7 separate regions of the Mus musculus genome follow, and regions 1, 3, 4, 5, 6 and 7 are each linked to region 2. A link is a contact called in public Hi-C, Micro-C and promoter capture Hi-C data. All regions are on one chromosome and are shown on one strand. Each heading gives the region's core, a stretch centred on a gene start, on an enhancer-like site or on the middle of the called end of the contact. The rest is flanking DNA. Distances are from core to core; before and after follow the strand shown. Region 1 holds the start of Hif3a (hypoxia inducible factor 3, alpha subunit). Region 2 holds the start of Trim28 (tripartite motif-containing 28). Region 3 holds the start of Dact3 (dishevelled-binding antagonist of beta-catenin 3). Region 4 holds the start of Calm3 (calmodulin 3). Region 5 holds the start of Zc3h4 (zinc finger CCCH-type containing 4). Region 6 holds the start of Kptn (kaptin). Region 7 holds the start of Ccdc9 (coiled-coil domain containing 9).

Region 1 (4,122 bases), core at 305-2,804, 4.0 Mb before region 2:
AGTTAATCTTCACTATACTAGTTTGGTTCATATATCTTCCCAAAACTGGTAATCACTGTGGCCAAGGAAGTCCTACAGTGATTGGCTCTGTCTGGATTTTGCCTTCTTCCCTGGAGTTGCTGATAGCATGGATATAGTCAGATTTATTCAAATAAAATCAACTGAAACTAAATGGCATGGGAGCTGGGCATAATGGTACACACCTGTAATCCACTTGGAAGGTGAAGGCAGGAGGATAGAAGTTCAAGGCCAGCTCTTGCTGGCCAGTCTTGACGGGGTTACATGAGACCCCATCTGAAAATAAAATGGAGAAGAGGAGGAAGAAAGAGGAAGGAGAAAGAAGAGGAGAAGGAAGATGGAGAAGAGAAGGCAATGGGAGGAGACAGCTTACTATTTTCCTGAGTTGAGGTGGGGAGCCATGTGGATTTTTAGAGGAGAATTTTTTTAAGTTTTTTATTACATTTTACGTGTGGTGTGTGTATGTGTGTGTGTGTGTGTGTGTGTGTGTGTGTGTGCGCGCGTGCGCGCAGATAAATCAAAGACCTTGCCTTCCACGATGTGGGGGGAGGGGGGAGGGCCTGGGGATTGAACACTGGTCTTCAGGGTTGGCAGCAAGGGCCTTAAACCTGGAGCCAACCGTCTAGCCGAGAAGAGCACTCTAAAGAGAGTGCGCAGTTATGTGTGAAAGTCCTAAGATGGAGCTTGCCCAATAACTCAAAAACAATAAATCCATTTCTGCCGCAGTGTAGAGTGTACCCAAACCTGCATACGGAAGGAACACTGCTCCTTCACCCCTGTCCTTAGTGTCCACGCCCTCTCCAGCCTACACAGGAACTTCCTTCCTCTTCCTTACCCAGCTGTACCGTCTTCCACCTGTCCATGTCACTGCGCACGTATCTCTCATCGGTTCTCTGTTCCCTTTACAAGTGGGTGTGATGAAGCTAAAGCATATTTACTTGACAGAAGCTTAATTATTCATCCGCAGGAACCTGCACAGGGAGTTAAGAGAGGCCACGGGTCAGGATGGGGTGGAGACGGGTGGACAAGGAAGATTCTGGGAGGCGGGGTCCACAGTGGGGCCACACAGTGGAGGGACATGGGGTATGGCAAAGAAAGGGGTTATGAAATACAGGTGAAGTAGAGTTCGGGGTGGAGAGAAGTGGGGACTTGGTACGTCAAGAAAAGGACAGAGCGGGAGAAAGGAGAGGGGGTTGGGAAAGGTGGGAGTGAAGGCAGAGACTGCGACAGGAACTGGGACACAGAGAACAGTGAATCAGATGGTTCAGAAGTGTACATATGGAAGTTCAGAGACTGGAGGGAAATCACGCCCGGCGGGCTCCGGACTGCCAAGGAAGTCTGGGGCAGGGGCGTGGCTGGGGGTGTGCATTACATCGGATTCCCCAACCCCTTGAAGTTCCAAGTCTTCTCCTTTAGTCCCTCCTCCTTCTCGGGAGCAACAAGCCCACCTTCCAATCAGAGCCGCGGGCTGGGCAAAGACCAGCCAATGGAGTGGCAGAGGTGGAGCTGGGGAGGGGGCTCACACAGGCAGGGGAGGGGGACGCTGGGCATCGAGGGCTCTGGAACCGCGAAGGGCGAGCCATGGCGTTGGGGCTGCAGCGCGTGAGGTACAGGGCTTCGGGGATAGGATGGTGGGGTCTGGGGGCTCTCTTTGACGGAGCTTTAAGGGAACCCCTCATCTCTGGGGTGTGGCTCAAGTTGAGGACACTGTGAGGCGCCCGATTGGGGACACATCCCGATGCACCCTCCACCTTAGAGGTTTTCAGGGTATCAGGGATTTACCCCCAGAGCTCCAGCTGTCCCGCCCCCCTCCCCTGGAACTGCTTTGGGGTTATGAGCTGCAATTTCCAGATACATCGGGTTCAATCCTCCATCTGGCTGGGGGTGAAACTCCAAGTTCCTTATGGATTGGAGGTGGTCGCGTTTGAGCAAGGAAGACTTCTTCCAAAAAAGTCTTTTCCTCCAAATCCCTGAAAGGAGTCTTCCTTGGCAGTCTAGCTCTTGTGGTGTTAATAAGGGATCCCCAAACTGGAGTTTCTAGGGAGTCCCTGAAAGACACTATTTCTGAATTCCAGGAGAGAGGTTAATTTTACCATGCCCTTTCTAACAGTCTCCCAAGCTTCAAAATGCTCTAAAATGACATGGGGATAGGGAGGTCCTCATTAGAGGCTGTGTGGGACCTAACCAAGGTCTTTTTGCCTTTCAAAGAGTGGAATGATAGCTGGGGAAGGAGATTCATGCCTGTAAACCCAGCACTTGGAAAGCTATAGGAGATTGATGCTTTCAAAGCCAGCCTGGCCTACATGGCAAGTTCCAGACCAGCTTTGGTCTACATTTTCTTGTCTCAAAAAACAGCATTAAATAAGTAGGGTCGCTCCTTTTCAGTACCAACAGAACAAATCTGAGCCACTTCCTGCGATCTGGTTCTGTGTCAATTTCATCTGCCTGGACCCAGTCTGTAATTGAGGGAGGAGGGCCCCACCCAAACCCTATTTGAGAGACATCCTTCCGAAAGATGCCCTGGCTAATCAAGGGAAGGCAGCGCCCTCCTGTGGCTGGACACAGCTGGGGTTATCCTAGGAAGAAGCGGGTTCTGTGTTCACCTTGCAACAGGTGCAGAGGCTTTGGGACCATAGCCAGTGGAGCCCATTTCGCCAGGTTGCCACGGGAGACCCCAGAAAAATTTCCTAGACTCTTGGTATTCCCTGTCTAAATTGGGGCATCCCTCAAGCCTCACCCCTGTCCCTCCTCCCTGGCTTCCGAGATCTGATTGGTTTTTCTCTACACCCAGTTTTTACCCCCTACCTCAACCCACCCAGGCTCGCCCTTTTTCTGGCCCTGTCTGGCCCATCTATTCCAACTTCTGGCCCTGAGCCCACCCGGGAACTCAGTCCCCACCCCTTCTAGGCCATCCCTGGTGCCGCTCGTGACAGCGCCCCTTTATGGTTGTGTGAGGGCCCTCTCCTAACTTAACTAGGGTGTCATCGCTCCCCCCCCCCCACTCCTCCTCCCGTTAGCACCCAAGGCCAGCCCTTTCCTGTGGTGTCATCCCACGCGGCCGCACATCCAACTTGCACCCGCCTCACAGCTGAGCTCCGGGCCCCTCCTGCACCCCCAGGATGACAGTTGGCATCAGAGGGGGCTTGGGTGAGGGTGAGTGGTTACCTCTGGCGCCGTGTGCCCCTTTCTTTCTTCTAGCTTCCGTCTCCAAGCCATCTTACTCTTTGTGGGGAGTATTCATAGGAGATCAAGAATGAGCACACTGCCCTGAATACCCACCTGAGAGCAGGGTTTCCGGGAAAAACAGGACAGATGGCTAGACACCCCACCGAATGACATGAGAACAAGTTGGATCAAGGTCAGAGAGACTCCCCACTGACCCCTACCTTAAGTCCTTTCTCCAACCCAAACCTTGTCCCCTGGCCTCTCAGGTCACCTCCAAGCAATATCAAAGGGGTCAGATGTAAAGCTAAGCCCCCAGTGCACCTCAAACCCTCTACAGTTTTGGCAAGCCCCTCCACCCCCCAGTACCCAGCTAAGAGTCAGAGAGAAGCTCAGAATGTGAAAATTCTTAATGTCTTAATTCCCTGAGCTGTTCGGGGTGAGAAAGAGATGGGGTCTTTTCTCTCTTGGCTAAGACACCACTGGGCCCCAAGTCCCCCTTCCCAGGCCTCACCCTGGGCCCCTAGGCCCCACCCTCTGTTCTCAGTTAGAACACGGAGTGAAGGTGGCAAGGTTCCAGGCGCACGTCCCAGGCTGGGCACACTGCCAAGGGGTTGGCCCAGAGCTGGGCCAGCTAGGGAGATCCGCAGCGGTGCTGGGACAGGAGGAAAGGACTTAAGGCCACCAGGCAGAAAGGAACAGACAGGAGTCCCTGGGGTGGTGGGCACACCTTCTTGAAGAATAACATTTTAGAACACAGGCTCTAAAGTCAGGGTTCAAACCCCCAAGCTTCCACTCCCTGGCCCAGGGATTTCCCTCCCAGAGCACCAGCTTCCAGTCTTGGATAATGGGAGTCAGAACTCTCCCAGTGAGGAAACAGATCTCTCCCCCACCACATACACACACACACACACACACACACACACACACACACACATACAC
Region 2 (4,317 bases), core at 820-3,319:
ACAGAGTGAGTTCCAGGACAGCCAGGGCTACAGAGAAACCCTGTCTCGACACCCTCCCCCCCCCCAAAAAAAAAGAGAGAGAGAGAAGAAAAAAAACTCTCCTGACTTTTTCTTTGGTCTAAAGCCAGGTGCCAGAGAACCACCAACTGCAAAGATGGAAGTCACTTCGTTCTAGCCTTTACTAGCTGCTTATGCTAAGTGACCCACTACCAGGACCTACACCCCTCCATGAGACTTCCTAGTACCAATGGTAGCAGATGCCCTACACACCCTCTGCCTGAGGCCTTTCCCTTTCCACCTAAACCTCCAAAGTCTGCTCCTGAAACCCAAGCATTTCTGAGTTCTGTGTCAGGTTCCTGAAAATCCTCTTTGTTCTATCCATCAAGTATGCATTTTAGTCAACCAAGACAGAGGCAGTTCCAACAGCCTACAAATCCAACATACCTGTGGAGCGCACAGTGTGGTCCTTGGTGTATTTCACCCGCTGGTGAGCCTCCACACAGGTCTCACAAAGTGGTTCAGAGCACTCCACACAATAGCTAGTGGCTGGGGCATTATCTTCACAGCTAGTGCAGCACTGTGAGTGATAGAAAGGTGGGGGGTTAGAACAGGCAGACCTAACCCAGCAGACCTGTATTTACTTGCCAGTAAACACAAGCTAAAATTCATACAATGCACTCAAATCTGTGCCGCCCTCCCAGACACTGAGACCGCATAAGGATACAATCCAAACTAGTGAAGATGGTGAGAGGCTCTGGAAAAGGTCACGCTTCCCTCTTCCCCAAGATTTCCCACAGGACATACCTGGTTAGCATCCTGGGAATCAGAAGAGGCCTTACTGCCACTATCACGCATAAAATAATTCTCCACGATGTCTTTGGAGTAGCACTGCTGTTTGCACACTGGACAATCCACCACTGCCAAGATAAAAATGGGAATGCATGCACACCCTCTGATTTCTTGACATCTCCCATCACATTCTGCACCTCGGTGTCCAGACCTGGTAACGGGCATTGGCAGAGGCCAGGACCCGTTCCCCGCCCCCTCTTAAACCAGCAGGCCTACTTAACCCTACCCGGGCCCCCATACTCTCGCACAGGCGCAGTCCCGAGCACGGGCTGCGAGGAGGGGGAGGGGCACCTGGCCACCCAGTACTCACTAGCGCCGTCGCCCGCCGAGCCGCCATCCCCCGAATTATTCGCTGCGGCGGGTGTAGCGGGGCCCAGGCAGGCACTGCAGGCCGAATGTAGACAGGGCAGCAGCCGAGGATCCCGCTCGGGCCGCAGGCGCTCGCGACACACGCCGCAGTGCTCCAGAAGCTCCTGCGCCTCGCCACCGCCCCCCGCAGGGGACGACGCGGCTGCAGAGGCCGCCGCGGCTGAGGAAGCAGCCGGACGCTTCTCACCGCCCGCCGAGCCCTCGCCCGACCCTGGGCTACCAGAGGCCGCCGAGGCGGCCGTCGCGGCCGAGGCCGCTGCAGTCGCTGCCGCCGAGGCCGCCATTCACACGCCGCCGGGGGGGTGGGGGGGCCGCCCAGGGGAGGAGGGGCACGGAGCCCGCTGCGCAGGCGCAAGTGCGCTCGCCGCCAACGGCCAGGCAGCCGCCGATGCCGCGAGGCCGAGCGCCGCCACGCGTCTCCTGGGCCGACGCCCGCCGCGCCCCAGGCGCTGTCGAGATGCGGCCAAGCCGCTGGCTGCGGGCCTCTGTACAGACGACGGCGCCGCCACCAGCGCCGCCTCCTCCCTCGCTTCTGAGACACTCGCGCCGCAAGACTTGCGAACAACCGCCTGACCGCGCGCCGCTCGCAGAAAGAGCCGCGGCCTGGAGGCGGGACAGAAATATCTGGCGCCGACGACGCCGCGCACGCGCGTTGGGCACCGCAGCCTGGGGGCGGGGCGCAGATTACGCACGCGCCAGGGCCCTCCCTTCCACTCGCTGCCGCCCCTCTAGATCCAGAGTAGCAATGCTGCTGGTGAGGAATTCACCCGCAGAGTGCGTGCTTGACGTCTCCCATGCCCACCGCACGGTGCACCCAGGCTGGCAACCCGCGTGCTTGAGCGCGCAGGTCCTGCAGAGCCGAACCTTAGGCCCCGCCTCCTCAGCAGGCGTGGCGACGTCTGCAGCGGCAGCCTGGCCTATAGTCGGGGAAGAGGGGCGGGACAATACAGGGTGGGCGGGGCCACGGCAGAGCAAAGCGCCGGAGCCCAGGTGGAGGGGGTGAGGGGGTCTTTGCCAGGAAGTTCCCGCCGAACGTGGAGGCGGTCTTAACCCAAACTTTCTTATTGTTAAACTCGGGAAGCAGAAAGTTGTCCAAGTCAAACCGCAGATCACAGAGAGATACTGCGAAGCCATTCTGTAAAACTCTGCCCAGTCCTTCGAAAGCCCCTTCTGTGTTAGTCCTCTGCTATACTGATTTTAGTGTGATTTCTTTTTTCTTTTTTTTTGTGTGTGTGTTAGGAGAACTGAACATTTAACGCTAAGGAATTAAAGTTGGATCTGATTGATAAATCTTATCTGAGGGAGAAATAAGACCTGGGGAGGAATCTTGACTGAGGAGCTGGACCTAGGTTGAAGAATCTGATCTAAGGTAGAGGATAGCAGGATCAAGTGCGGCTAAGCGTTTCATCTCAGAAGCAGGATCAATGTGAAAAGGCAACCTGTCCCCCTTCCCAAACACTGCCGTGCTGAGAGTGGATGCCTCTGCAGCCTTGCAGTGCACTGGCAATCCGTTCGCCAGTCTGGATCTGGGCTACAGTGAGTTGTTGCCCGCAAGCAGTTCCAAGGCTCTCAACGGCAAGAGGCTACCCCTTCCGCGCGGAACCAGGTGTTCACCCACGTGGCAGCGGAGAGACGAGGAGTATCCCGCCACTGTCCCGGGTGTGGCCTTTGTTCCCAATCAGGCTGGGGGCCCAAGGCTTTGCCCCGCCCCAGCCTTTGTTCCTTCCTCGGCAGTTCAGCGCTCACCCTTCGGCGGGCCACGCCCCCACCAGACCCAGCCTCTGGACTCTCACTTCCTACCTCAAGAAAGGAGGGTATGATCTGGAAGCTGGCAAAGCAAGCACGGGGTTGGGGGGCGGGGGGAGTGCGGGCTCCCCGTAGAAATATTTGCGGAGTATTTTCACGGACTGCTGGGACTGGACTCACCAGGATAGGGTGCCTGTGAACCACGCCTACCTCAACCCCGGGAGCAGACTTTAGGGTACCAGAGACACAAGGGCAAAGTAAATAAGTGATGGGGCCTGGGAATTTGAATGGGTGGCAGACCGCTTGCTTGCCTAGGCTGTACGAAGCTGTATCCCCACCACACCAGAACCACGGCAAGGGGTGGGAAAGAGCGGTGATGGAGGCCTGTGAGACGGCTCAGGAACACTTGCCACCAAGCCTGACCACATGAGTTTAATCACCAAGACCCCAAAGTACAAGGAAAGAACCAACTCCCTCAGATTGTCCTGACTTCATGCTCAGTCTGAGGCACGTGTGCGCATTCACTACACATGCGATTTAATTTTTTGTTGTTTTTGTTTTGTTTTCAAGGCAGTTTCTTTGTGTAACATCCGTGGCTGTCCGGGAATTCGTTCTGTAGCGTTCTGTAGACTCAGCTAGCCAACTCACAGAGATTCACCTGCCTCTGCCTCCTGAGGGCTGGATTAAATGCTCACACCACCATGCCTGGTGAATTTTTTAAAAATAAAATAATAATTATAGGTATTGGTAGAAGTAACTATCCAGACACTGTCCCCAAACAGGAAAGAAAATTTAGACAGAAGCGAGCTAAGACTCTGAGGTAGGACAGACAGATGCGGTATAATGCAGGTGCTTGTAGAAGAGTATGAGTCCAAGTATAGCCTGTGCTACATAGTGAAGTCAAACTGGATACATACTCCACCACATCAACCAATATAGTAAAATAATAATAATAGTAATATACTATCAGAAAAGGGTTGGAGAGATGGCTTAGAGTCTAGGAGCACTTGCTGCTCTTGCAGAGAGCACTGTTTTGTCCCAGCATTTTTACATGGTAGCAAGCAAACAACCATAACTCCATAGTTCCAGGAGATCTGACATCTTCTTTTGACCTATGTGCACCAAGTACACATGTTGCTAGCATTCCTTCTAGGCTCTGCCCTACAGTTACCTGGCAACAGTCAGGTATGCCTGGTTACTATAAAAGGGGCTGCTTGCCCCTCCTCACTCTCTTATTCTCTCTGACTCCCTTCTCTCCCTGACCCCTTTCTCCCTCTCTCCTCTTCCCCATTGCCCCCCTTTCTCCATGTGTCTTCCTCCTCCTCTTCTTTCTCTTCTTCCTTTTCTCTCCTC
Region 3 (4,287 bases), core at 1,023-3,522, 3.9 Mb before region 2:
AAAAAAAAAAAGTCCTTCTGCAAGTCTAACCCAAGTCCTTCTTGCTGGAAGGGATATTTTTCCTTCCTAGGAGCAACAGGACCCCTCTATACACAATATCCACTCCCCTCTCTCTGCAATACTTCCACTCTGAATGTGACATGCCCACATCATGTCTCACAGAGTCACCAAGTCTAACTTCGGGGTTTTCTGTTTTGTTTCATAGGGGGTGTTTCTGAGTGATGGATGGAGATGTAGGTTGTCTTATAAGACAGGGGGTTTCTGGAATCAGGAGTGACCCCACTTCCTCTTCTGAAAGACCCAGGAGCCCTCAACACCTGAGGTGTTTATATTTAGCGCTTTTCTACTCCTCCATCAGGCAGGCTCCTGTCCCAGCCTTCCACCTCCTCCTCTTTGAGGCCTGGCTGAGAGCCTCTACTGCCTACATTGGGGAAGGGGTGGAGTGTGAGGTACAGGTCTGCTCTCCCATCACCACTTCATGCTAACCAGGAGGACTCAGCACTGAGAAGAGGGGCAGAGAGTGAGGAGGGAGAGAGGCCAGACCACTACTGGTCTGCAGTGGTGCCTTCTCCCACCCTCTTAGTGGACTGGATGGAGGGGTCTGGCAAAGCGCAGGCAGCGGAGGGCAGGGGTAGCGGCTGAACACCTCCCCTCCTCGGTAACTTTTGGAGGGGGCGGGGCCTCCCACAGCTGTTTCTGCTTGGAGAAGAATGTGTAAGGTCTCACTCCCTGCACCGTCAGGCCGGTTGGGGGTGGGGCTGGGCGTCTGGCCTCAGCCCCTTTCCCCATTTCCCATCTGGGGAGGGGGCAGCCGAGGTCAGCAACAGCCAGATCCCCGTCTCCACCCCCACAGCCTCGGCTCAGGTTTCCCTAAACGGGAAGCTCTGACCACACACATGTACACACATAGAGGCTTAGGTACCGGGATGGGATGGGCCAGGGGAGTGGGCTGGGGGAAGGGAAGAGAGATGGAGACAGACATTAGGCAGAAAAACATTGAGGCCTAGAGACAGACCACGACCCCATTTCTAATCTCCTCTGTTTTTGGAAGCTTTACAGGTCTTGGAAGACCATAGAGACAGAGACTGTGTTAAGGAAATGAAACAGAGATGCTGGGGTATGGAAAGGTTGGAGCAACAACCGGAAAGGGTCTCCAGACTCAAGGAGTGATGTAGGGAGGGAGAAAGAGCTGGAGCCTTTTCAATTTGAAAGTCATCATTAGAGTTCCTCGGCGAATCATACTCTCTCTCCCCTCACTCCCTAGCTATCTTCACCTGGCCTCCCCGTGTTACTGAGCCATGGGACCAAGTAGAAGAAAGAAGTGTCATTGGGTTGATCAAAATGCCCCCGGGGGTCCTCAGGGACTGTTCGGGGGTTTCTCAGCAGCCGGTCTCTCTCTCCAGAGGCCTGAAGATTCCCCTTCCCCCACCCCGCCCCCTCCAGGGATCTCCAAGCACCCCGAGACTTAAGGAAAGATGAAGATGGATTCCGGGTAGCGGGGCCCAGAGGGAGGTTATGTTTGAATGCCGGCTGTGTGACCTTGGGTGAGTCTCTTCCTGTCTCTAAGCCTCAGTTTTTTTCTCTGTAAAATGGGGACTTTCAAACCCTCATGAAATAGGAAATCTGTAAGAAGACGAATGTTTGGTTTAACACACACTAGGCATCCAGGACGGTTAACAGGGTCCATGCTGAGTCCAACGGAGGCCGTGCATCCTCCCTATCAGCTCTATTTGGGGGTAGGAAAAGCCAGGTCTCCAGTCTTATCTCTTTCCCCCTGCCTGCTCCCCTACCCTAGGACCGGTGTGCTGAGCATACACTACCAAGACAGACAGACGGACACAGGAGCAGGGAGGTGGGGGAACGAATGGGGGAGGGAGGAATGCATGGATGGACGCACGGACAGGCGACCCCTCACCAGCTGCTCCTCCAGGGCTGCTGCGGCCCTGCGCGCCGCTGCCGCATCCTCGTCCTCCTCGGCGTCCTCCTCGTCCTCAGCCTCGGCGCCCCCCATCCCGGGCTGGGCCAGCCGCAGCGCCTGCTGCACGCGGTACTCCTGCCTCTCTCGGAGCCAATGCAACTCGCAGAGCCCGGCCAGGCTGCCTTCCAACCATCCCCGCAGCCGACCCCGCTCCGGGCTCACCGGGAACGAGAAGGCCCGGATCATGGCTGCGGCCCCCCGCCCCAGCCCGGCCGGGCCCCACGGCCGCCCCTCTCGCCGGTCCCACCTCCCCGCCCCAGCAGCCCGCCCGCCCGCTGGCCGGGCTGTCACCGTCTCATCTGCATAGGCGCCCGCCCATTGGGCCGCCCACCCGCGCCTCATCTACATGACCACGCCCCTGAAGGCACGACAACGACCTACTATTGGTTGTTGCCTTCCGTGACGCAGGGCTCCGCCCCGCCCCATTTTTCCTTAACAACGCATGCCCAGGACTACCTACGGGGGTATCAGACTCGCCACGCCCCTTTGTGCGGCGATCCTGGGGCTGTGGCCACGCCTTCTTTATAATCACAATGAAGCAAGCCCGCCCTTGCTCCAATTTCATTGGTGCCAGTCGCTTGGTTCTGGAGCTGGTTCCGCCCCCTTGCGGGCGAGCGCTGGCTGCCATTGGGCTCTCCAGGTCCAGGGAAGGGTGGTCTATAAATAGAGACTGGATCCACGTGACAGCTCCGCAGCTGCTCTTGCCGCCCCTCCCAAACTTTCAGCTTCTGAGTCTGCGCAGAAGGATCATCAGTGATGATTGAATCCGGATCACGCCTCCTCTTCCAGGCAGCTTTCCCAGACCCTCAGAAGTAAAGCGGATTGAACATCTTACGGTTTGATTATGCTTTTAAGCAGGACCTGTTCAAACCGGCTCTGTAATTCCATCATAGGGGAGGCTGAACCAGGAGGAGAATTGAGAGTTCAAGGCCAGCCTAAACTACATAGTGAATTTCAAGCTAGTTTGGATTACACAGCGAGTTTCTGTCTCATCAAAACAGCACATTTACGGAATTACAAGACCCTGGGTGAAATATTCTATGCTTTGACCAGAAGAGAATCTGAGGTCTTTTTTGTCTTCCAGGTGCGGTGGAGCTGAGTTCCACCAGTCTGAGCTCGCAGGGGCCTTTGTTCACGGTTCTAAGAGGCTTTGTTCTCAGTCTTCTGAGATGCTCTGTTCTCAACGTTCTGAAGTTCTAAATCTGAGCCTGCCTGCTTTCGAAGGCTGCATTCTGCCTCTTCTCACTGGGCAAGCCGGGCTAGCGCCCCCTCACGCGGCCAGCATGTGTCACTACACCCGGTGTGTCGGCAACGTTTGTGAAATAGCCCATTTCTCAGACGGACCTTTGACTCCTTAAAAGCTCAGATCTGGAAGGGAGGATGGGGCCGTAGAATCGCGGTGAGTTCGAGGCCAATCTGGGCTAACTATGACAGCCTGTCATTGAAAGAAAAATATAGTGTGAAACTGTCTTTTATAATGTTTTATGATCATCTGGCAATAACCAACTTTGATGTGGTGAGTCTATGCCACTTTAAGGCAGAGTAACACTAGGAAACGTATTTGGTCTCTCTGTGCTCTTCATCTACATCTAAAAAAAAGTTATTCTGAACGTTTAACAGCATAATTATGTTTTGTTTTGCTTTTTGAGGGTTTCACTAAGTAACCCTGGCTGAACTGTAACTATGTAGACCAGACTGGCTTGTTACTTTCAGACCACCTCTGGGTTGTATCTGACTCCCCCTACTCCAGTGCTCGTATTAAAGGAGTGGGTCACCACGTATAACCCTGTTATTTTTTATTATTTTTTTTTTGGAGTAACAGCTTCTACCACTCATAAAGAACTGAGTCTTGGGCATGGTGAGTCATATCTGTAATCCCAGCACTGGAGAAATGGCTCCGTGATTTAAGAGTGCTGTTGCTCTTCCAGAAGACCTGGGTTCGGTTTCTGGCACACAGAGAGAAAAAGAGGCTCACAGTCCTCTTTAACTCCAGCATCAGAGGATCCACTGTCCTCTTCTGGTCTCCTCAGGCAACTGCACTCTGTGCGTGAGTGCACACATACACCACACACTGAAATATTTAGTCTTGCTGGGCAGTGGTGGCGCACACCTTTACTCTCACAGCACTTGGGAGGCAGAAGTAGGCAGATTTCTGAGTTTGAAGCCAGCCTGGTCTACAGAGTGAGTTTCAGGACAGCCAGGGCTACACAGAGAAACCCTGTCTCAAAAATTTTTTTAAAATTTTTTTTTCATGGTGCCAAGAGTGGTGGCTCAGGTCTGCCACTCTCGTGCTCTAAGTGATTAGGCAG
Region 4 (3,892 bases), core at 619-3,118, 3.9 Mb before region 2:
AGATACTGTTCTGAGATTAAGAGCACTGACTGCTCTTCTGGAGGTCCTGAGTTCAATTCCCAGCACCCACATGGTGGCTCACAACCATCTGTAATGGGATCTGGTGCCTTCTTCTGGCCTGCAGGCATACATGCAGACAGAGCACTGTGTGTAATAAATAAATAAAAATCTTTTAAAAAATTGTTTGATTACTAGTTCAAACCTGTAATTTTGCTACTGTTATGAGTCATTATGTAAATATCTGATATGCAAGATATCTGATATGCAAGCCACAAGGGGGTCAAGACCTACAGGTTGTAAATCTCAGTTTACAGGTTGCAGACATTTAAACCAATGTCAACAAGATCCTCCCTCCTCTCTGCCTCTGCTCTATCAGTTTTATTTCCTTCTGCACTAGACACATTTTCTTTCCTGAGAGCAGATTTAAGAGATGTCCACAGGCGGCATTTACAGAAAGACTATATTCTCCCAGTCTCTCCCTCCCCACCAAAAAAAAAAAAAAAAAGTTTTCTGACCCTAGAAGTTCTCTCTCTCTCTCTCTCCCCCCACCCCCCTTCTCTGTCAGTTCTTGCCCTGGAGTGTCGATGCATGCCTTTGATTCTGAAGGCCAACCAGGGCTCAGGGCTACACAGTCTCAATAAATAAATAAATAAATAAATAAATAAATAAATAAAGGAAGGAAGAAAATGCCAACTCCCATCCTATACGAGGGCTCTGTACAGTAATGTACAGTATATACACTATGGTATACAATACAGTTGTCTCAGGTGCCCTTAGCAACAGTTCTTTTTCTTTCTGTGCCTGGAATCCCTAGAATAAGAAGTGAGTCACACTGTCTAGGTGACAAGAGAATGGTTGAGAAGTGTGATGTCACCAGCACAGCCCGGCACCAGATCTGTGCAGACAGCAGTGCCCAATTCATGTTTAATTGGCTGAATGAGTGAATGAATGAATGAATGAATGAAAACATTCTGCATCCAGAGATTGTTCTGGGTACAGATCCTGAGATCAAGAGTCAAGTCCAGATCCCCACATGTTGCTTTTGTGCGTGTTTTAGATTTGTGTTTGTTTGTTTGTTTGAACTTATTTATACAGCGCGCATGTGGAAGTCCGAGGACAATTCTTTGTGGAAGTCTGTTCTCCAAACCACCACGTGAGTTCCGGTGATCGAACTCACAGTTTCTAGCTTGCCTGCAAGCGCCTTCACCCACTCAGCCATCCCAGCAAATTGTACGCGTAGAGGGTGGAACCTTCAGGAGACCAGCGGAACCTTGAAGAGCCAACCACTGTGAAGAGCCGGTTCAGGCCAGGCTCCTAGACCCCACGATTTTGGATTAAACCATCTTGTATCTGCTCAAAGGGAGAGAGAAGAAAGTCCTTCTGCTTCTTCCCCCAACCCATTTTTATTTCCGAGCCATAGAGACAACGTATTTGCTTCTCCAACATCCACCCTGTTTCCGTCTTAGCCCCTCTATTCCTCGCGGCTCCACAGAGCCACACAGGTCGTGCTGCCCCCCGCACACCGCGCGGTGGCTCGCCCCAGTTTGACGCATTGCAGGGAAGGCCGGACCAATCGGAGTTGCGTTCTCATTTCCGCCACGAGGCGGGTCCAATAGCGGCGTGGCTCACACAGAGACGTGTCACTCTCCGTAAACCGGTGCCCTTCCGCCAGAGAGGAAAGCGGAGCGGATGCAAGGGGCCGAGAGCGCCGAGAGCGAAAGTAGTCCCCGCGGTGGGGAACGCGCGTGCGCGTGCCCGTGCGGCAGCAGATTCGCTGGGCTCTGTGGAAGGGGCGAGCCGCACGAGCCTGACGCGAAGGGATCCGTAGGAAGCCGCAGTGCAGCGGGAGCGCGCGAGCCGTCTGGGGCGGGGCCGGGCGAGGCGGGGCGCGCGCGGCGGCCGTTGAGGGACCGTTGGGGCGGGCGGCGGCGGCGGTGGCGCGCGCTGCGGGCAAAGAGTGTGGAGGCGCGGACGCGCGGCGGAGCTCGAGCTGCTGCAGCTGCTGCCGCCGCCAGAGTAACCTCGATCCCCGAGCTCCGGATACCGGTGCCTCGCCATGGTGAGTGAGGCGGCTGAAGTCGGGTGGAGACCCCCCCATCCCGGAGATGGCGAGCGAACCCTGGGAGGGAGAGGCCGGGCCCCTCGGGACCTCCCATGCGGCCCTTGGGACTTCTAGAAGCGGTTTTAGCAGCAGATGGAATTGGTAGGACCCCCAAACAGACAGTCTGAGGCTTCAAATGAGGAGCTCCAGGACATCCCCACCCCCGCCACCTCCCAGGCAGCATTCGGATCCCTCTCCGGGCGATTGGTTTTAGAATCACATCTACCCGGTCCCCGGGAGGAGGAAATAGGAAACGCCGGCGATGAAGGCTTTGGGTCCTGGAGGAATGCAGGAGGCTGCTCCTAGAGGGGTGGCTGTGGGTAGCGGAGAGGGGGACCGGTCGGTTCCTAGGGAGTGTTCTGCAGAGAGGATAGATGGGGATCCTGGGTCACTTGTGCACTGTAGACCCCGGTGGGGGAGGGGTCTCCAAGGACAAGCATTGCCAAGAGGAGGAGGAAGAGGAGAAGGGTCAGGTGCAGGCTGAGGTAAGGAGGAGCCCGAGGTGGGTGGCAGCAGAGGCTAGAAGATGCTCTTGGAGCCTGTGAGGACCCAGAAGGGGACTGAGGAGAGTTGGGGGTCGCAGAAATGTTTTTAAAGGAGTGGGGATGTGATCACGGGTAGTGTGGGGAACCAGGGAGCCTTGTGGAGAACTTGGTTGGGGGTAGCTAGGAAGGATTCTGAGGTCTAGGTTGTTGCACTAGAAAGAGAGGTTGGGGTTTGTAAGGCGTGTTTTGTTTGGGTCAGAGAAAAAACGGGGTTTCCAAGGTGAGGGCTAGGGAAGGACTTGAGTTTGGGTGGTGGGGGTGAGGTTGGACAGCCTTCTAGAGAAGTGTAGGAGACAATGAATGGTGGCTGAGGTAGGACTAGGTTTAGAGGTGGGTGTCTCCGGGGAAAGGTCCCGACACAAAGGCTGATGACTCGGGCTTGGTCATGGGCTGCAGCAGAGGACCTGAAGGAGTAGCTGTGTGCTCCCTTTGCCTTGGCAAGAATGGGGCTGGGCCAGGCTGAAGGCACTGAGGCAGTGGGAGCAGGTGGGCGGAGTTGTTCAGGGCCCTATTGCGCACTGAAGCTGCATGATACAGGACTGGGGTCAAAGTTTGGGGTGCATCAAATGATGGCTAAGCCAGGAAGCTTGGCCCCCTCATTGTCCCTTCCAGGCTAGGAGGGCTGCCTTTCTCCTCCAGCTTCATGCACCTGCTTCTCCTCACTGTGCCAAATGACAGCGCAATACAGTACCGTTTGGGTCAGTGACAGATGCCCAGTTCCATCCCTCAGGGCGGGGGCTGCAGTGCTTGTCCAGAGAAGACCTCCAAGGACCCTCTCGTTGACTCAAGGGCCACTTGTTCTTTCCAGGCCTCTTCCCCAGCGCCCAAAGCTAAAGCTTCTAGAAGCAAAATAGATTACTTCTCCTCTGGTCCTGCCACCCACAACACCCCCAGCCCTCCCCACCATCCCCCCTCCCCCAGCCTCAGGCTGGGAACCGCGTGCACCACCCTCCCTGGCAAAGCTGGGGAGGACAGGCAGCCGCCACCACGTATCAGATCTCATACTGCTGACACAGACCTGAGGGCTCTTCTTGCCGCCACCCCATTCCCCCCGCCCCCCAGCAGAACCTTGCTAAAGGGGCCCTACAGCTTGGGCAGCTGCCAGCAACCCCCACTCCCCACCTCCAAAGGAGGGTCCCAGCTTTGGCCCTGACCAGGTTTTCTCTTCCTGTTTGTATCCAGCAAGGTGTGGAAGGAAGAGTCCCTGGTAACTGGCCCTGGACTTTGGCCTGAGCTCTGTGGCTCC
Region 5 (4,187 bases), core at 1,017-3,516, 3.4 Mb before region 2:
TGGTGTTGAACTTGTATGTGTAGGGTGAGGGGACTGAGGGTGGAACATGTTCTCTCCAACATGACTGGGCGTGTGACACGTTTTACATCAACTTTTCGCGGTCAGGCATGTGCTTCGGAACAAAGAGCAGTGGACAGGAGAGATCAGGGCTTGACACAGTTTACACATACATTTGTGCTTAGACAGTACTTTACAAATGACTTGCTCGATTTAAATGTCTATCACCATAAGTAACATTTGAGTAAAAAATATGGAAAATGGGCCTGCTTGCAACGGTCTTTTCTGGGAGGGCGAGGGGATGTGACTTTAACTTGAATACAAGTACAAACCAAATTCTGTAAGCTTATCCCCTCCAGAGGGACTTGAGGGAGCCACTTTCAAATGAAGGCTGGAGACAAAGCAATGGATGAAAATAGAGGGACACCAAGGGTCTGAAAACATATTGGGCCTTTTCAATGGACTTTTGTCATGTTACAGTAACACTTTTTTTTTTTTGTAAGAAAACTGTGTACACCAAAAATTTTTAAATTAAACACTGAAAGGATGTGCAAGTCTAAAAGGGCTCAATAGGTTAGAATCCTGATTTGAACATAATAAATCCACTCTCAAGCATCACTTTGGTCTAAAGGCGAGGAGTAAGCAGGCAGGAAAGGGACTAAAAGAGGGAGATAATTGAATTACTCAATAAAAGAGGCTACTTACCATCCCAACCCATTGTAAGACATACACTTCTGACATAAGAGAACTCCTTAGAGGTCGGATAAAGCTTGCAAGCACCTTTGAGTAAAGCACCTGCCCCCGAGGGGACCAGGAAGCCCAACGTGGGCTTAGCGAACAGACCTCCGCTAATCTGTTTATTTCCTTGACTGCGAAGGGCTGCGATTCCCAGGACGATACATTTAATTAGAACAAAACAGGAAAAAAAAAATTGTAAAAAAAGCTCACCAAACTGCTGCACCTGTGTCTTTGAATGTGGGTGGCATTTCTTTTAAAAGGCAAAGGAGGGTCTGTGAAGGAGAAAGGGAGAACAGGAGGTGGGAGTGGGGAGAAAGGGCTGAGACCCATGGTCTGAAGGGGTCCTCTGCGGTTCCCTGACGGCTGCGAGCGAGGCTTCTGTCTAGCGCATTCTCCACCCTACCCCCACCCCCGCCTGCAAGACTAGCTTTTCTGCTCCCTGAAACCCACCTATTTTCAAACCTACTCACTCCAGCTCCCAGGAATCAGCAAACTATGTACCCCTTATCTTTCGGCTCCAGCAGGGCAAAAATGGCCCCAAACCTCTCATCCTCAAAACACGCAGGGCTGGTCCCATTATCACCCGCCAGAGAAGGGCGTGGGGAACCCATTTCGCACTAGAGGACAAGAGGCGCCACAGTTCACGTCCTGCCAAAGCACACGGGGGAGATCTTTGCTCCCAAGGGGGCGATTGCACCCTGTTTTGCCCCAAAGAGGGGGCGATGCCCGGAGAAAGCGGTGGCCAACTTCCTCTACTATCCAATGCAGGAAAAGCAACCTTCATACAACCCCCCCGCAAAAAAACAAAAACCTTAAAACTAAGGACCCTCCACCACTGACTGTCACCTACCTACAAAAAGAGAGGGACCCCCCAAAAAAAAAAAAAAAACCAATAGGGTTTCCAAAGAAGGTCAGGGGATTTAATCAAAAGAGCTGGAAATGCACCCGTTACCTGCCTGCCTTCTAGGGAGAAGCTAGAAAATACCTCCCGCCAAAAAATTAAAAGTGCACCAGAGCCCCCATCCTAAGGAGTCCTCCTTAGAACGAAAGAGCGAAGGCTGATCCAAACCCCCATTTTTCTGCCTCCGTTAGACTCGGGTACCTATCCAAAATGGACAGGGTATGCGTCCCCCAGGAGAAAGGATACTGTAGGGGATTGGGAAGACCCCCAACTCCGAACCCCTTAAGAGAGGAGCTGCAAGCTGGAGATGCCCCTAAAACAAGAGAATCCGGGGGCCCCTCCCCCAAAAGCCTTCCCCGAAGCCAGGCGACAGGCCGCTGACGGCCAGCTCCCGGAGCAGGGGCGGCCGAGGAGGCTGATGGGCCTCGGCAAGCCCACCCCCTTGGCGGCCCGTGCCCCGGGCGGGCGGACGGACCGACAGACCGGCGGGCGCGGGGGGTCCGGGGGGCGCCTCCTCACCTTCCCCTCAGCATGGCGCCCAAAAAAAGACAGAGCGAGAGCGAGGGAGAGCGGGCGAACGCCGCGAGGGGGGGCAACGCATGAGGCCGGGAGAGAAAGCGAAGCGAGAAAGAGCGAGCGAGCTAGAGACACCCACCGACCCCGCCCTTCCTCCTCCTCCTCCTCCTCCTCCGCGGCCCGGCCCAACATGGCGGCCGTCCCCTTCCTCCTCCTCCTCCCCCCCTCCCACGGGGGACGCTGCCCGGCCCAGGCCGGGGGGCCTGACCTGTCGTCAGGGAGCGGGAGGCGGTGGTGGAGGAGGTGCGGGGTGGCCGCGCGGCCGTCGGGGGAACACGGAGGAGGCGAAGGCGTTGATGGCGGCGGTGGCGATGGCGGCGGTGGCGACTCTGATGGCGGCGGCGGGGGGGTCCCGGGCACGGCCTCCATCGTTCCTTTGAGGGGGAGGGGATGTTAATGCACCAAAAAGGACTGCTTGGGCGTGGCGGGAGGGGCACACTTCAGCGCTCCGGGGCCTCCTGATGGGAACTGGGCATATAGATACATAGATCGATATCGAGTATTTTTTTTTTCGGTTTCGGAGTCACCTCTGAGCCGACTTCCACGTAGGCCGCGAGGCCTAGGCCCCGGCAAGGCCGCCCGCCGCCTGCTTTCTCCGCAGCCTGGCCCTGAGGTCACTCGCTCACGGGCACGGGACCCTCATCGGGACGAGAGGTCCCCTTCCGCCACACACGCACGCACACACACACGCGGCCCCCCAAGGCCTGAGACCCGGGGGACACGGACACTGGTGGGTGGTTGGGTGTAATTAGCGCGGGCCCGCGCGCGACGGAGCAAGCGAAGGGAAAGGGGGGGAGAGGAGAGCGAGCAGGGGGGATGGTTAAAAAAAAATCGGGGAGAAGAGGGATCGGGCTATGGAGATGGGCCGACTGTCTGCCCGCCCTAGATGCCCCAGCTGCCGGGCCCCCGCCGCGGTCAGGAATTCACACAAAATGGCGGCACAGCCGGGACAAGCACGGAGGCTGAAGCCGGAGGAAGGGCGTGGAGGGAGGGGGTAGCGGAGAGGCCGGAGGAGCGTCACGTGGAGAAGGGCAGAGCCAGCCCGCCCGAAAGTCGGCGAAAAGAGCCGAAGCGGAAGGGCGAGGCGGAGGAGAGGGCACGGAAAGAGCCGAACACAGCTGAGATTAACGAGACTCTGAAAAAAGCCGGAAAGAGCCGAGGGAAGATCTAGGTCACTGCAGCAACGCGGAGCGGATCAGAGACCCACCTAAAGGACCAAGGGTGGTCGTGGGGGCGGGGCTAGGGAAGGCCGGGAGAGCCGGAAATAGCCGAAGCGCTTCGGGATGGGAGAAGCCCCCCCCTGGGGGGGGGCGAGGCGAGAGTCCGGAAAGAGCCGAAGTCAGGGAAGGGATCCCGGGAGGAGGCGGAAGTAGCCGAAATACATTGAGCGGAGCGAATAGGAATTAGCGAATAAGCTGAACGGGTGGGGCTAGAAAGGCGATTAATTAACTCAAGGGTAAATGACTTTCAGGAACTCGCCCCCAAAGCAAGCGAGAAGAGCCGAAAATTGCTAGTTTGAAGGAAGGCGGGAAGAGCCCAAAGTTTTAGGTGGGAGAATAATGGGAGGGGAAAAAATTTAACCGAAAGCCGGAGACCGGTCCCAGGAGTCGGTCGTTCCCGAAGAGGGGCTGGAGAAGAGGCGGCCCGGAGATGACGTCACTACATAACTCAGCCAGTGGCGTCATCCTTGGAGGCGAGAAGGGTGGTGCCAACTGTGAGGGCGAAGTGGAGATCTTGACCGGGTTCTTAAACCGCTAACAAAAGTATTTTGAAGTTTCACCTCCTACCCAAGTTGATATTCCTAGTTTGTAGATGGAGACTGAACGCGAAGGCTGGAAGCTTAACTGGCTTAAGACCGAGTGTTTGGAGTCAGGATATGCGGAAAAGTTGAAGTTAGCAGTGCTAGCCTCTAAGCATACACAAAACCCATAGCTTCATCCGCAGCACCTTATAGAATCAGTTGCGGTGGCCCCAG
Region 6 (3,901 bases), core at 426-2,925, 3.1 Mb before region 2:
CCCCCCCCAACTTTTTTTTTTTTTTTGGAGACAGCTCTCATATAACCCAGGCTAGCCTTAAACTCATGCAGCCAAAGATGACCTTGAGCCAAATTCTTATCCTCCTGCTTCTGTCTCCTGAGCGTTGACATTAGAGGTATGCACCACTGGTATGTGTGCTCTGGATGGGACCCAGAGCTCTGTGTGCCAGGCAAGTATTCTACTGCCTGAATGTATCCTCAGCATTCAATTGCATCTTTTAAATCTGGGAATCTCAGGGCTTCTCGGGCTACAGAACAATTCCAGGCCTGGGAAGTAGAGATCTAGAATTTTGGAAGTTGAGTTCCCAGTGCTCAATTAACCCACTGGAATGATCTACCTGAGGGGCGACAATGTAACCATCTTGGCTGCATTCACTCTGAAAAGCACCACGAGAACCAGACTGGTGATGGCAGGTGTGTGGATTCCAGTCTGCTAAAGCTCAGTGAAACCCCACTTCCCGGCTATACTTCCCATCACCTTTTGGGCCCCTAACACTACCTGTTTCCAATCCTTAGTAGAGGAAAAGCCTTTTGTTTTCCAGATAGGGCAAAAGCCTCTGAGTGCAAGGAAAGGGTAGGAGAGCATGGGTGCCCAGGGTCACTCACTCTGCGTGGCACAGCTGGAAAGGTGTGAACTGGAGTTCCAAATTCAGGCAGCTCTCTGCAGAAGGACACAAGTTAAGCCCAGCAGCCCCTGGCAGCCCCAGCTACGCTCTCCCCTAAGCCCCACTCACCTGCAATAGAGTCCAGGTTGTACTCTGAGCCAGGCTCATAGTCACAGTAAATGTTAAGAAACGGACTGCCCTTGTCTCCTGAGTCCTGGGGGTGGAAACTTCTCTCAGGGGAGGTAGGGGAGGTGACAGGCATTTGGAGTAGATTCAGAGCACTTGAGAGAGACTTGGTGGGATCCACAGTGACTAAGGAGGAGGGCGTGGACAGGTGGAGGGTGCTGTGGTACCTTTATAAAAGTGATGCCCACAACCAGGCCCCGTTTTGGGGGTGACTTGTTGAAAGTGTCGATGGAGACGATCTCAGCATCCACTATGAGGGGAGTTCAAAGTTCACTGATTAGGCAGGTCTCCACTCTTGCAGCCTAACCACACTAACTTCATACCACAGCAGATGCAGGCGTCTGACCGCTATCATCATGACCTCTGAACACCGACTACTATGCTGTTGATAACTTATGTTTGCGGAATCCTGAACCCTAACTACTTTCAGGCCATGATGACCACTGTCTCGAACCCTAATGATTATCAGTTTTGACCCTGACCTCGCAACACAGTGACAATCTTAGAATCCTCAACACCAGACTCTAGTCCCGCCCCAGGCACCACAGCGCCACGCACCGGGAATGTAGTTGAATTGCAGCTCTTTAGCCACAGGCCGGATTTTCTGTCGGAGGTCTTGATAGCGGAAGCCGAGCACCTTGCCTTTAAGAGTGGCGGCCAGCAACTCCCCTCGCCCGTCCGCGCCTCCAGCAAGCCCGTACACGTTGCTTTGCGACGAGAAGCGCGTGAAGCTGTCCTCCAGCAGTGGACAAGGTCCCTCTGCCACGGCCGCCTCCCCCATCCTGGCCCTCCGCGATCGGTCCCAGATGGCCTGATGCTCCCCAACCTGTCAGGAAACCTCCACTAGCGCATACTGATGACGTCAAGAAGCTGCGGTTACTGCCCTCTACAAATATGGCGCTTGGTTCCTTGACTGGGCGGCCCAGACAAAATTGCCCTTCTGCAACTGAGTGTTCTGTCCTTGCCCATTTCGGAGCTATGGAGAGGGCCTTCCAGGATTTGAGATGGGGGAATGGAGGCGTCTCTGGGCCTCTCTGAAAGCAGTGTGTAAAGGAGAATAAGTATCACCCTGAACTGTGGGTGGGCACACACTCCTGTGAGTACAGCACTTGGGAAGTGGAGGCAGTCGCAGCAGTTTCAACCCTTCTACAAAGTTAGAGGCTAAGCTTAAGTAATAAGTAGTTTTCAGGCCCGTCGGTCTGCAGGAGACACTCCCAGCCCCCAACTTCTGTCTCTCTCTACACACACATGCACTCCTATAAATACACTCATTCTCCAACAAAAACTATCTGAACAACAAAACAATTATAAAACCTAATTACTACCCTTTTGGATAAGCACATTCGATCTGCCAATTTATTTAAACTCATAAGCAAGCTGAAGTGGAGGCACATATCTAAACTTTTTACTTTTAGAGACAGGATCTTACTCCATAGCCTTGGCTGAACCAATAATTTACAAATCAGGCTGGCAACAAACTTGTGACAATCCTCTTACCTCTGTATGCCACGTGCCAAGAACACAGGCGTGCCCTTCTAAAGTAGGTATTCTTAATATTTTTAAAACACTTATGTGTATGTTTCTGTATGGGCACATGTACCATGGCATGTGATCAGAGAACAACTCTGGGAGTCAGTTCCCTTCACCTTCTGGGTCTCAGCAATTGAACTGCTTAGGCATGGTAGCAAGCACCAGTATCTGCTGAGCCATCTTGCTGGCCCTAAGGTACTCTTGAATCTATTATATAGGCCAACTGAGTTAAGTAAATTCTTTAAGCAATATTATCTTTAAAACAGTAAAGTGTATTCTTGTACCAGGGAAAAGATCAGTTAACCTGTCCATCCTGATGGCAGAAGAGACTACCTGCTTTAGTGAACATTCATAGTGACAGTCTGCAGGACCCATGGCTACCTTGTCCACTCACACTGCTCCTGGTGCCATCACACCCTTTAGAGAGTCCCTCACAAACTTCTCACCAGAACTATGCAAAGAGCTTTACAAAGTTTGAGCCCGACGCTGAGGGAGAGCAGGATCTGGACTGAGGTTTCTGTGATGGAGGGCTTACCAGCCAGGTGCTATGAGGCCTTTCAGGGGGTCTGGATCTGCCACTTCAATCAACTCCAGCACCTGGGATGCATAGCCTCAGACACAAAGCAGGCTCCGTAGATATGCCAAAACCCTGCCGACTCTAGGCCAGATAGATGGCATAGGTGATAAGGATGCTTGCTATGCAAGCCTCACAGCAACCCAAGCCCAACCTGTGGAATCCATGGAAAAAGTCAGAGGAAGTGGTGCCTATCTGTAGTCCTAGTACTCCTTTGGAGAGATGGAGCTGGAAGCTCATGGGCCAGTTAACTTGAAGTACTAAGTACATTAGTAGAAAGAAGTCCCTGCCTTAACCCCACACACCTTTAATTCCAGTACACTGGAGGCGAGCCTAGTCTACAGCCAAAGCTACACGGTGTGTCCCTGTCTCAAGCAATACACACAAGACTCTGCTTCAATAAGGAGTTAAGGAGGACTGACAATGTCCTCGGACATTCTGGGCCATGGTGTATGAGCATAGACATACTTAGAAGCCTCCAACCATGTGGCAGGCCATCAGCCAGTATGTTGTTAGCACTGAGAACTTCCCCTGGGCAGTCTTTAGACATAGTGTGGCGAGGAGCTGAGCATTCCAGATTCCTGGGCAGTGAGCACAGTACCCCTGTGGACATCTAGCAGTGCTTCATGAACCATCCAGAATGAATGAGATGTGCAGGTTGGCATGGCCTCTCGTTTTTATTATTTGTGTATGTAATAGATGTATCTTGTGCATACCCATATACACAGGAAGACAGTTATCTGGTCATATTCTGTCACTCTTATTCCTTTGAGACAGGGTCCTTTTGTTGAAGCTGCTGCCAGGCTTCTGGCCACCAGGCTCTAGCAGTAGTCACTGCCCCACCTTGCAGACTCACGTGTTCATGTGGTCAAACCAGTGTTTTTAGCATGGGTGCTGAATATCTGACCTTGGGTCCTCCTGTCTGTTGTAGTAAGTGTTCTTACACACTAAGCTCTCCCCATTTTCCCAGCTGTGCGGTTTCTTCT
Region 7 (4,295 bases), core at 167-2,666, 3.3 Mb before region 2:
TAATTATGAAAATGCCCTACAGCTGGATCAATCCCCAGCAACCACATGGTGACTTACATGGCAGCATTTTCACAACTGAGGCTCCTACCTCTCTGATGACTCTAACTTGTGTTAAGGACAACAAACCAAGCCAGTACAGATATTTTTTTTTTAAAAAAGTAATAATTAAAGTGCCAGCACATTGCTCAACAGGTAGAAGAGGTTGTGCACCTGACAGTCCAGGGGTCAAACTGAGGTCATAATTGGCCCAGTGTCTTTACTCTCTCAGCCATGTCACCCTGCTTTTTCTCTCCCTCCCTCCCTCCCTCCCTCCCTCTCTCTCTCTCTCTCTCTCTCTCTCTCTCTCTCTATCTATCTATCTATCATGCTGTTTTTGACCCCGAGGCAATCCTCCTGCCTCAGTCTCCCAAGTGCTGTAATTAGAGGCATGACACCCAGCTTTGTATAGTTGATTTTTTAATATGAATTTATTGTACTTTTATTGTTTTGCCAGTTGATAAAATAGACATATCTGATAAGTTATTTTTAATTATTATAAATACAAAAAAAGGCATGCTTTAAATAACTTGGAAGATTCTACTAGCTCCTTTTTGTTGCTTCTTCAAATCAGAAAGAACATTGCTTTTGTAGTGGACGTATTTTGCCACGACGCCCAGCTTTGTAGTTGACTTTTTTCCTTTTTTTTTTTTTTTTTTTTTTCAAGACAGGGTTTCTCTGTGTAGTCCTGGCTGTCCTGGAACTCACTCTGTAGACCAGGCTGGCCTCGAACTCAGAAATCCGCCTGCCTCTGCCTCCCAAGTGCTGGGATCAAAGGCTTGTGCCACCACGCCTGGATAATGTTGATTTAAAAAAAAAAAAAATATATATATATATATATATTTTAAAGACTTCATGTGAGTGCACTGTCACTGTCTTCAGACAGACCAGAAGAGGGAATTGGATTCCATTACAGATCGTTGTGAGTCACCATGTGGTTGCTGGGGATTGAACTCTGGAGGAGCAGACAGTGTTCTTAACTACTGAGCAATCTCTCCAGCCCCTATATAGTTGATTAAATTTTTTTTTCTATTTTTATGAATTGGTTACAGTTTCTATAATTAAGGTTTCATTTGCAAGAAGAGGTAATGAAACCAGTTTAGGTTTTCTGGGGTCCCTGTAAAATGTCTGATTTCTACTTAGTAAAATCGGAAATCAGTAAGCCAAAAAAGGAGCCCAGAGATTTAGGGCTACATGTCTGTGGGTTCAAGTCCCACCTCGTGCCCCCAGTCCAATCCCTGAAATCAGAAAGAAGAAACAGGCTTCTGCTACCTTCTGCAGAGCCTGAGCGGGTGCGGACCCTTTAAGGCACCCGGAAATGGGATGTCAAGACCGGAAGTGCCCTACTTATTTCCTCTCTTCACGTGGTGCGGGCCGGAAGTGACGAGTGAGGCCCGGGAGCTGTGGACGCGAAGGCGGACGAAGCCGGAGTCGCAGACACCGCGGGGTCTCCGGGACAGGTGACCGGGGGAGGGGGCCGGGAGCGCGCCCGGAGAGGGCGGGGCCTGGTCGCCCACGTGAGGGGAGCGTGAACGCGCGCGGACTGGGAGGCGAGCCGCCGGCGGGGGCGGGGTCAGGGTACTCTGCGGGGGGCGGGAACCCGACGCCCACATGTGTCGCTTGAGGGGTGCTGAGGTTGGGCGGTGAACACGTGGGCAGAGCCAGACGCGCGGGTGCTGGCAGGCCCGAAGCCCTGGCGGCTGCCAGAGTGGGGCGGGGCTTGCAACGCTGTGTCGGTCTGGGGGCGGGGCCAGAGTTTTGCCTGGAGGACTAGGGGCCCGGCTCGGGACGTTGGGCGGAGACGCTGGGGGCGGGATCAAAGAGTGTAGGATGGGGATAAGAGGCGGAGTCTGGGCGTTAGCACGGTGGAAACTGGGGGCGGGGCTAAAGTGTTGGGGCGTGTAAGGGGTGGAGTTTGGTCGGTAGGCGGGTGAACCTGGGGGAGTGGTCAAAAATGGTGGGCGGAGTAAGATGGGGGCGGGGCTAGAGTATTGCTTGGGGCCTTACAAGTTAGTCTTTGCTGTAGGGAGTGCCACAGGGCGTGGTCATGAGGGCCAGGGGTGGAGCTAAGGGGGGGTGGATGTGTTTGGGGCGGGGCCAAAGTTTGGAGGGGAGTGGGGAAAGGGGCAGGGTTTGGGCTTTGAGTGAAGAGGTGATGACTGAGTTGCGGTGTTGTGCTGGGTTTGGTCAAGATGCTGGGGGTGTAGCCGGAATGTTGTCCTCAGTGTTTTAGGTATTGATTGCTGCACTAGGGCGTGGTTACATTATTTATTGCATGGGACTAGTGTTTGGGGCGGAGACTTCCTGGGCTAGGCAGGAAAGTTTTTTGGTTCTGGTGCTGGGTCCTGATTCTTGCCCAGAAGCTAGGGGAGGGTCCAGGGGCTGGCTGAGACTGGGTGGAGGTGGAGCTACGATGTCAGGGATTTTGCGGGTGGGGCTAGGGTGCTGGTGGAGAATGGCGAATGGCGGGGATAGAGTTAGGAAGTTTTTACTGAGCTGGGGAGCGGGGCCAAACACAGGCAGGGAAGTAGGGAACTCAGAGGCGGGGTCAGAATGTTTCCCAGTCTGTTGGGGGGCGGGCCAGTTAAATTGGAGGTGGCGCCAGAGTGTGAATTTTTGGTGGGCGGGGCCAGAAGTCTGGAGGGAAAGGAGGGGCTTGAAGTTTCACCCTAGGTAGGGGTGGGACCACAGACGTTTTTGCAGGTCAGGGATGCGGTTGCTGCTGGCAGTTTTCTCTTGTAAGCCTCTGTAGAAGTTCTGTCATCTGCCTTGAGTATCACTATGAAGGTCAAGTCTGGTCCAGGAAGGCCCCTGCGGTGGATCCTGGGCCTGCTTGCTGAATCTTTTCCGCCTTGGTAGGATGAGTGCCTTTTTAGGATGCTGGGGGCTGGGGAGTCATGGACTAAAGTCCGTGTTGGGCAGACAGAGTTGGAACCGTTTTTCATTATGATTTTTGTTTGTTTGTTTTGTTTTTCGAGCCTTGGCTGTCCTGGAACTCACTCTGTAGACCAGGCTGGCCTCAAACTCAGAAATCCGCCTGCCTCTTGTCTCCCAAGTGCTGGGATTAAAGGCGTGCGCCACCACTGTCCGGCTTTCATTATGATTTATTTATTTTGTGCATGTGTGCGGGATCACATGGAGGTCGGAGGACAACTGGTGGGAATCATTTCTCTCCTCCTTTGTGGGTCCTGGGGATTGAACTCAGGTCTCCAGGCTTGCAGCAAGCACCTTTACTCCAGGAGATCCCTCTGGCCCTCTAGAAGTAACTTTTGCAGGTTGGAAGGAAAGATTGTAGCTGACCTATTGAGATCCAGATCCTGGCTAAAATTGTCATAGGAAATGGAGCCTGGACTGACGCCTTTGGAGGAATTAGTATGAGTTACAGGGGTGGGTCAGAATTTTCCCAAGGTGGGTCTGACTAATTGCATGGGTGGATCTAGAACTGAAGGGCGGGGTTTGTGTTTAGAGAGGCGAGGCTAGTACTTGAGAATTCCCTTGATGAAGTACAAGTGCATTTTCCTGTGAGTCTGTGTTTTTGGAACCCTCAATAAAGGAGAAGAGACAGCATTTCAGAATGCTGTTGATCTTAACATACTGTTCTCTCTGCTTGCAGGAGCTTCCAGTGCTACATGTATTTTCTGTGAGGGAGATTACAGCCAATGATGGTGAGCTGGAGAGGGGTGGGCAAGGTGCCCTACAGAGACCAAACCCTTAGGTCCTGGGTAAAATGCCCATGTGGCAGGAAGATTTTTCTTTCCGCCTTTCAATTGCTTCCTTACCACAGGCTACCACACTAGATTTGAAGTCAAAGGAGGAGAAGGATGCAGAATTGGACAAGAGGATCGAGGCTCTTCGTCGGAAGAATGAGGCCCTCATCCGGCGCTACCAGGTGCCCTAGCCCTGCCCTGGAGACCCCATCCCCTCTCCTCCCCGCAGTGAGTTTTCCCCACCTCTCCCTTCAAGCGTTCTCATGTTTCCCTTTCACTCACAGGATGCAAGCCAAAGACCGTGGTCTGGCCTCCCTCCCTCCATCCTGTCATTCATTCATTCATTCATACATTCTTTCATTCATGGATTCACACTTTGCTCACTGATGCCTTCAGAGTCCCTGCTCAATGCTGAGTGGTCCTGGGGACACAGTCCCCAGACCTGTTCTTAGGGTTCTGTGTCCAATTTGGGACATAGTTGCCCTTCGTGATGACCCAGAGTAGACAAGGATGGGCTGGGGGAATGAGTGGATCTGTGGGAGTCCAGAGCGC

The links. Promoter capture Hi-C pulls out the DNA fragments that hold promoters and counts their contacts. A called contact is a pair of places that touch in the nucleus more often than the background predicts.
Region 1: a promoter capture Hi-C map of cranial neural crest shows a contact between it and region 2. The contact joins the promoter of Hif3a here to the promoter of Trim28 in region 2. A contact is called at or near these places in 3 of 39 promoter capture datasets (cranial neural crest, frontonasal cranial neural crest and maxillary cranial neural crest) and 1 of 484 Hi-C or Micro-C datasets (B cells).
Region 3: a contact with region 2 is called in a promoter capture Hi-C map of cranial neural crest. The contact joins the promoter of Dact3 here to the promoter of Trim28 in region 2. A contact is called at or near these places in 2 of 39 promoter capture datasets (cranial neural crest and frontonasal cranial neural crest) and 1 of 484 Hi-C or Micro-C datasets (B cells).
Region 4: a contact with region 2 is called in a Hi-C map of B cells, with 5 read pairs. The contact joins the promoter of Calm3 here to the promoter of Trim28 in region 2. A contact is called at or near these places in 1 of 39 promoter capture datasets (frontonasal cranial neural crest) and 1 of 484 Hi-C or Micro-C datasets (B cells).
Region 5: a promoter capture Hi-C map of cranial neural crest shows a contact between it and region 2. The contact joins the promoter of Zc3h4 here to the promoter of Trim28 in region 2. A contact is called at or near these places in 2 of 39 promoter capture datasets (cranial neural crest and second pharyngeal arch cranial neural crest) and 1 of 9 other capture datasets (pancreatic islet).
Region 6: a contact with region 2 is called in a promoter capture Hi-C map of cranial neural crest. The contact joins the promoter of Kptn here to the promoter of Trim28 in region 2. A contact is called at or near these places in 2 of 39 promoter capture datasets (the HPC-7 cell line and cranial neural crest).
Region 7: a contact with region 2 is called in a Micro-C map of embryonic stem cells, with 3 times the contacts expected there. The contact joins the promoter of Ccdc9 here to the promoter of Trim28 in region 2.

Annotation. Positions count from the first base shown.
Region 1 is chr7:17,059,859-17,063,980 of GRCm38.p6, reverse strand. It overlaps Hif3a (hypoxia inducible factor 3, alpha subunit), which reads left to right and starts at 1,554. Exons shown (of 15, transcript NM_001162950.1): 1 at 1,554-1,625. The coding sequence starts at 1,600.
Region 2 is chr7:13,021,904-13,026,220 of GRCm38.p6, reverse strand. Trim28 (tripartite motif-containing 28) reads right to left here and starts at 2,069. Exons shown (of 17, transcript NM_011588.3): 1 at 1,160-2,069; 2 at 805-917; 3 at 445-577. The coding sequence starts at 1,502. Gm31649 reads left to right here and starts at 1,632. Exons shown (of 1, transcript XM_006540453.4): 1 at 1,632-2,513. The coding sequence starts at 1,676. The coding sequence ends at 2,221.
Region 3 is chr7:16,873,302-16,877,588 of GRCm38.p6, reverse strand. It overlaps Dact3 (dishevelled-binding antagonist of beta-catenin 3), which reads right to left and starts at 2,272. Exons shown (of 4, transcript NM_001081655.1): 1 at 1,916-2,272. The coding sequence starts at 2,164. It overlaps 9330104G04Rik (RIKEN cDNA 9330104G04 gene), which reads left to right and starts at 2,703. Exons shown (of 2, transcript NR_152128.1): 1 at 2,703-3,377.
Region 4 is chr7:16,922,008-16,925,899 of GRCm38.p6, reverse strand. It overlaps Calm3 (calmodulin 3), which reads left to right and starts at 1,868. Exons shown (of 6, transcript NM_007590.3): 1 at 1,868-2,059. The coding sequence starts at 2,057. It overlaps Gm45972 (predicted gene, 45972), which reads right to left. Exons shown (of 3, transcript NR_165470.1): 2 at 3,338-3,485; 3 at 1,382-2,460.
Region 5 is chr7:16,399,275-16,403,461 of GRCm38.p6, reverse strand. Zc3h4 (zinc finger CCCH-type containing 4) reads right to left here and starts at 2,266. Exons shown (of 14, transcript NM_198631.2): 1 at 2,156-2,266. The coding sequence starts at 2,169.
Region 6 is chr7:16,117,650-16,121,550 of GRCm38.p6, reverse strand. It overlaps Kptn (kaptin), which reads right to left and starts at 1,675. Exons shown (of 12, transcript NM_133727.2): 1 at 1,370-1,675; 2 at 979-1,061; 3 at 755-839; 4 at 627-681. The coding sequence starts at 1,592. It overlaps Napa (N-ethylmaleimide sensitive fusion protein attachment protein alpha), which reads right to left. Exons shown (of 11, transcript NM_025898.4): 11 at 3,569-3,901.
Region 7 is chr7:16,283,901-16,288,195 of GRCm38.p6, reverse strand. It overlaps Ccdc9 (coiled-coil domain containing 9), which reads left to right and starts at 1,416. Exons shown (of 14, transcript NM_001382411.1): 1 at 1,416-1,496; 2 at 3,650-3,701; 3 at 3,821-3,925. The coding sequence starts at 3,696.